Linked DNA regions of Mus musculus: region 1 is linked to region 2. A link is a contact called in public HiChIP or PLAC-seq data. All regions are on one chromosome and are shown on one strand. Each heading gives the region's core, a stretch centred on a gene start, on an enhancer-like site or on the middle of the called end of the contact. The rest is flanking DNA. Distances are from core to core; before and after follow the strand shown.

Region 1 (2,811 bases), core at 145-2,644, 70 kb after region 2:
CTAGAACAGTGAAATTCATTTTTGTCTTATTAGAGTTTGTTCTTAATGTTTATTTATGAACATGCAGCATTCATATTTCCAGGTTGTTTTCTTCCTAAAAACCTAATATCTTTGCATAATAAGACGAAAAATATACAATGTACAAATATCAGAACAAATATCAGAACTTTGACAAGCAAAATGTACCTCTGTGGGTTCTAGTCATTGAGGAATTGATCTGTGCCTTTGCTTCGGTATCTGAAGAGTTAAAATATTCTTATTAAATTAACACCCAAAATAATTGTAACAATTTTAGTTTCTTAATCTGAGTCTGTTGTACCATTTTGAATTAGGACACTGTGAAGTACAATTTTAATTGCCCCCCCCCCACCCATGTGAAAAACTTTGGAGAAAATTACTTCAATGAAAGCCCAAATTTCAACATCTTTTACTGTGTAACCTATGACAAAACCACTTTCCAAACAGTTTTCACATCTCAGTAAAGAATCTCCAAGGCTCTGAACTATGTGTTTAAGTTAGGGAATCATTGAAAAATCAAAAGCAAACATTTATACAATTCCTCTGATAGTCATAATATTCTGAATATCATAACAACCATTCCACATTTAATACAAATACATACTTTAAACTAAACTGTCCTTGATAGGAAGTTTTGAAAGGCACTTCCAGTCATTAAAGTGGAAAGTTCCTTTATAGTCTTAAAAAAAGCATGCTTACATGGTGTGGCAACTGTAGTAATTACAACCACAGCGACAATTAAGACAAAACAGATGAGGCCCAGGGTACCAGCAATGAGTTTCTCTGGAGGAGATGGAAAACCTTCAGAGAGAAATGCAAGGGTTTATGAAGGTGGCTGTTCACAAGGTTTATGAACACAAAAAACCTACATACACATTGAGACAAACAGATAACCTCTGATCCCCGGCTCTTCTCCATGCAGTGATCTGTTTGTAGGCAGTACTGTTTTACTTTTGGTGAACAGAGCGATCCAGAAAGTCTTACAACAGAGTGAAATCTACGCTCCCAATTTACAAAAGCATAGGTCAAGTGAGAACTACGGCCCTCCCAAAAAAGACCATTTCTACCTCTGCCCACACCTCTTCATGGCCCTGGCATCGCAGTGCAGGGTCCACCCAGTGGCTCACCTTTGCAGGGGCAATTCCTGCAGATCCAGGGATGCTCCTGAGAAGGATTTTGAAAGCTGAAGTCCGAATAGATGATTTCCTGCTCGATGACTGAAATGGAGCTGCGAGGACCCCTTGGTTTCCTGTGCTGGTTCCTTGAGTTCTTTGCCACCTTCAGTTCTGCATAGGTGACGCGTTCATTACTCATGTCTGCAGCTAGTGATGTGCTGAGGCAAAGGTACACAATCTGATGAGGCCAAAGGAGGAGGAGTTTGGAACAATGGCACTCATTTTGCAGTTGGAAATTTAAACCTAATCTATTTTTCTTCCCTTGGACAATGAATACGAGTGCTGTGGTAACAACAACAACAACAGCAACAACAACTTTTGGCAAAATATTTTTGATAAGGCAACAACTTAATGGGGAACAAAGATGCTGACAAACCAAAGAATTGTTTTATAAATTAAATTTAGTTTTCATAGGACTAACACCATGAAATAGGTAATGCTTACACCAAAGATCCCAACACTAATAGAAATGAATGTTGAATTCATTTCAAATTACTTTTTAAAATTATTTTCAGAATTTCACATAATTTCTATCCCCCTCTCTTCCCTTCCAACCTGTTTCATTCCTTCCTCCCTCTCTGAAATTCATGATCTCCTCTTTAATTATCATTGCTATATTTTTATCTGTGCATGCACACACAGCAATCAGCTAAACTTTAGTAATAAATTAAAATCCAATAATGAGAAAATCTGACTTCTCTAGATAGGTAACCTAGGAAGGTTGATACATATATATGTGTATAAAACATGCATATGATTTTAATAGCTAATGTATTTATTAAAATATGTTTGATGTAAAATTTATTTTATTTGGAATAATTGAGTTCAGAGAAATGACTAAAACTTAAAGGATATTGTACATTCTTGAAAATGCTATGTCAAAAAAATCATGCTTAAAACAAATGATATTCAAAATATTTCAAAGACCATTTTAATTCCATTTTATTTAAAAAAATTAGCCAACAAGTGAAACTATAACATGAAAAAATGATTCATAGTAGAATGATGATTCAAAATTTCCCAAAGAGTCCAAGGCTGCCAAATTGAGTGTCATTTTAGTCACATAAAATACAATTGTAATAACCCAATATAATTTAACAATTCAATCAGTTAGCCCTGGAATAAGTGAGATCTAGAATTAATTCTGGTTTTAAAACTTGTGTGACTCTTGAGAAGTTAGTAATAGCCCTGTGCATTAATCTAAAATGAAAAAAAAATCATGTAAGGCAATTAGTACTCCCCTCTGGCATGCAGAGCTCTCAATAAATACTACCTATTTAAATCAATATTTTAGTTTCCACTTTCACTATTGTTCTTCACCACTCAGTGAGAGAATCCTTTTAAGAATCTGCACCCTCTGGGATAAATTGATATGGTTTCATCCAAAGAGCCACAGCACATAGATTTCAACACGTAGAATTCACACTTCATCATCAGGTCCTCCGTAGTAGTAGGTTTAATTATATTCATAAAGGAACAGAAATGCAAGAGGGTGACTAACTCTCCATAGACAACAAGGACAGAACTATGAGATGGTCCCCAGTGTGTTCCAGATGATGGCTAACTCTCCATAGACGATGACAAGCACTTTGAGACGGTCCCCTGTGTGTTCCATGCA
Region 2 (2,999 bases), core at 432-2,931:
GTTGTATTGGATAGGAAAGGGAAAAGAGTAACCAGTTTATAACTGTTTTTTCCTATCATGATTTTGTAAATGATTTATGTTTAGGAACTGTTTCTATAAATTCCTTTCTGACAAACAGGAACACATGTTATTAGATACTCTGAAGAGTACAAGTTCAAAAGTTTCAATTTGGGGGGCCATCAAGATAGCTCAGTTCATGGAAGCCCTTGCTACTAAGACTGACAACTTGAGTTCAGTCTCTGGAACCCACATCCCGGAAAGAGAGAGAAAATTGATTTCCCCATGTTGTCTTTGATGTCTACTTGTGGGCTGTGGCATGTGTGCCCCTGCCAACATAATAAATAAAATTTAAAGAAGAGGAGGAGGAGAAGGAGGAGAAGGAGAAGGAGAAGGAGGAAGAGGAAGAGGAAGAGGAAGAAGGAGAAAGAGAAGAAGAAGGAGAAGGAGAAGGAGAAGGAGAAGGAGAAGGAAGGAGAAGGAGGAGGAGGAGGAGAAGGAGAAGGAGGAGGAGAAGGAGAAGAAGAGATGGAGGTGGATGTTGTGGCATTATAGGAGGAGGATGAAGGATAAGACCAACAAGAAGTTCAGGAAATTACATGTAAGAATTTTATAATGCCAGATTTTGTAGCAAACATTTGCATGATCTAAGGATAAATTGCTAGTATTACTGATGCTAGTGCTTCTTTTTAGCTTTATTTTTTGATTCTTTTTTTATTAGATATTTTCTTTATTTACATTTCAAATGCTATCCCGAAAGTTCCCTATACCCCCCCCCCCGCCCTGCTCCCCTACTTACCCACTCCCACTTCTTGGCCCTGGCATTCCCCTGTGCTGCGGCATATAAAGTTTGCAAGACCAAGGGGCTTCTCTTCCCAATGATGGCCAACTAGGCCATTTTCTGCTACATATGCAGCTAGAGACATGAGCTCCGGGGGTACTGGTTAGTTCATATTGTTGTTCCACCTATAGGGTTCCACCTAAAGTACCCCTTCAGCTCTTGGGTACTTTCTCTAGCTCCTACATTTGGGGCCCTGTGTTCCATCCTATAGATGATTGTGATCATCCACTTCTGTATTTGCCAGGCACTGGCATAGCCTCATACGAGGCAGCTATATCAGGGTCCCTTCAGCAAAATCTTGCTGGCATATGCAATAGTGTCTGGGTTTGGTGTTAGCTTTATATTTTATGGACATTGGTGTTTTTCCTTTATGTATGTTTCTGTGAGGGTGTCAGATCCCCTAGAACTGGAATTACAGACAATTACGAAGCTTCAATGTAGTTGCTGGAAATTGAATGTTTATCCTCTGGAAGAGAAGCCAGTACTTTCAACTGCTCAATGCTAGTCTTAAGACAACAGTATTGAGATTTAGGAGAGTTCATGAAGCAAGTCATTCATCTAACAACTTGTCTTTTCTGTGTGTATTTCTCTTTCATGCTTCTTATCCATTGCACATATGCATTGTAATGTCTTCTACAGCCATGCTGATTGCCACACTTTCTGCTTCAGCCTTTTAAAGTATCAATCCTTGCTTTTCAGTTCCATGTTTAAAATATATCTGGCCCATCTCCATCTAATTTTCAAGGTTTTCCTTTTGGGGTCTGTGAGTGAAGTGGGTAAAGCCTGCAGCTGGTTTCTCCCCACCACTCCATCTTTGAGTGTGGTCTTGTATCAGTGAGATCTTGGGTGTGAATCAATTTCCTGTTTGCCAGCTGTGGTCTTCTACTGTGTACCACAGTTGAGTCCATGTCACAAGATTTCCTGCTTCACTTCTAGAAGCAGATATTTTTAACTGCTATCAGAGCAGAGTATGGACAGCCTGGGATTCTGTGTTTTTTCCTAAGAGCAGCTGAGTTCCTTTTCCCATGCCTAGAACAAACAGGTTAGCTTGGGGTGCAAGGCCCCAAAGTGGTGTTGAAGAATCATCATGGTTGAATGCTTTGCCTCTGGTCACTTGTCTTTATCTTGATCTTAGAATCAGGACACTACATTGTTTTGTGTCTTTTCTCAAAGAGAAAAAAATCACTATCCTAAACTCAGGGGAAAAAAATCAGGGGAAGAAGACACTGGAGTTCTCAGGACTAACTGGCTAAGATTATTTTCTTTCTGACATCATCTTGATTTTCTTTCTTGGTTTTGATCTCTCCTAGGCTGTTTGTTTTTATGAAAAAGAGTTTCACCATGTAGCCTTGGCTGGTCTTGAATCAGCTTATTGACAAGGCTGGCCTCAAACTCATAGAAACCTGCTTGTTCCTGTCCTGACTGCTGGAATTAAAGGCATATGATGCCAAACCTAGACTTTTATTTCCTACAATTACTATGTATCTTAAAGATTCTTATTATAGGTGAGCATTTTAAGAAGGAGGAGGGAAGGTAAACAACAGACACCTTCTTTGCTCTTGCCATACCACCACATAGAGGATTCTGAGAAAGTTCCAAAGTAATATCAATACACAGAGAGAGAGCAAGAAGACCAGGATAGATACCATAAAACCCACCACACCAACCCTTGCCTTGCTTCTCTTTCCTACTGTTATAATCTCTTTAAGAAAGATGTAAAATTGTTAGACTTTTATTCTTGCTGGTTTGATCCCACTTCAGTAAAACTCCCCTTTGCCTTCAACACTGAGGGTCTCTGAGTAACTTTCTAGGACCCGTACTGTTCTGAGGACTCCTGGATCTAGGCCTTTTCCCTTCTACAGAATCAGAGGATAGTTTCTACGTTCTCCTCCATCCCCAAACTTTGGCAGGCCCTGCACTTCTGTGATACACAGAGGTTAGATGTGATCAGTGTCAACTGCTCCTTTTCAATCTTTCCATGGAACAGCTGGTGGGAACTAAAGAGAACATGATTGGAAAGTGAATGTTTGCTCTCTTGATCTGGGCCTATAAGAAGACCTAACATCTTAGAACAGCTTCTTCACACAGTGTTGGAAATTGAGCAAAACTTTAAACTGTTCTAATGGCAGCTGCCTTCATGCCTGTGACTCACTTATCAGTA

What was found. HiChIP or PLAC-seq counts read pairs in DNA pulled down with a chosen protein or histone mark.
Region 1: a contact with region 2 is called in a BATF HiChIP or PLAC-seq map of CD8 T cells, with 24 read pairs. The contact joins the promoter of Klrc1 here to the enhancer-like site in region 2. A contact is called at or near these places in 1 of 39 promoter capture datasets (macrophages), 1 of 15 datasets of contacts at CTCF or cohesin (CD8 T cells), 3 of 115 datasets of contacts at active chromatin or transcription factors (CD8 T cells, effector CD8 T cells and memory CD8 T cells) and 4 of 9 other capture datasets (adipose tissue, liver, macrophages and 1 more).

Annotation. Positions count from the first base shown.
Region 1 is chr6:129,677,579-129,680,389 of GRCm38.p6, forward strand. It overlaps Klrc1 (killer cell lectin-like receptor subfamily C, member 1), which reads right to left and starts at 1,395. Exons shown (of 7, transcript NM_001136068.2): 1 at 1,146-1,395; 2 at 718-819; 3 at 187-237. The coding sequence starts at 1,332.
Region 2 is chr6:129,606,865-129,609,863 of GRCm38.p6, forward strand. No RefSeq gene overlaps it. Among named protein-coding and RNA genes, the nearest start is that of Klrk1, 14 kb to the right of the region's middle. Within about 2 kb of position 1,682, at least 58 of the 459 cell types and tissues checked have an H3K27ac peak or open chromatin away from gene starts, as enhancers often do. A contact at or near this core is called in CD8 T cells, effector CD8 T cells and memory CD8 T cells, where this site is marked.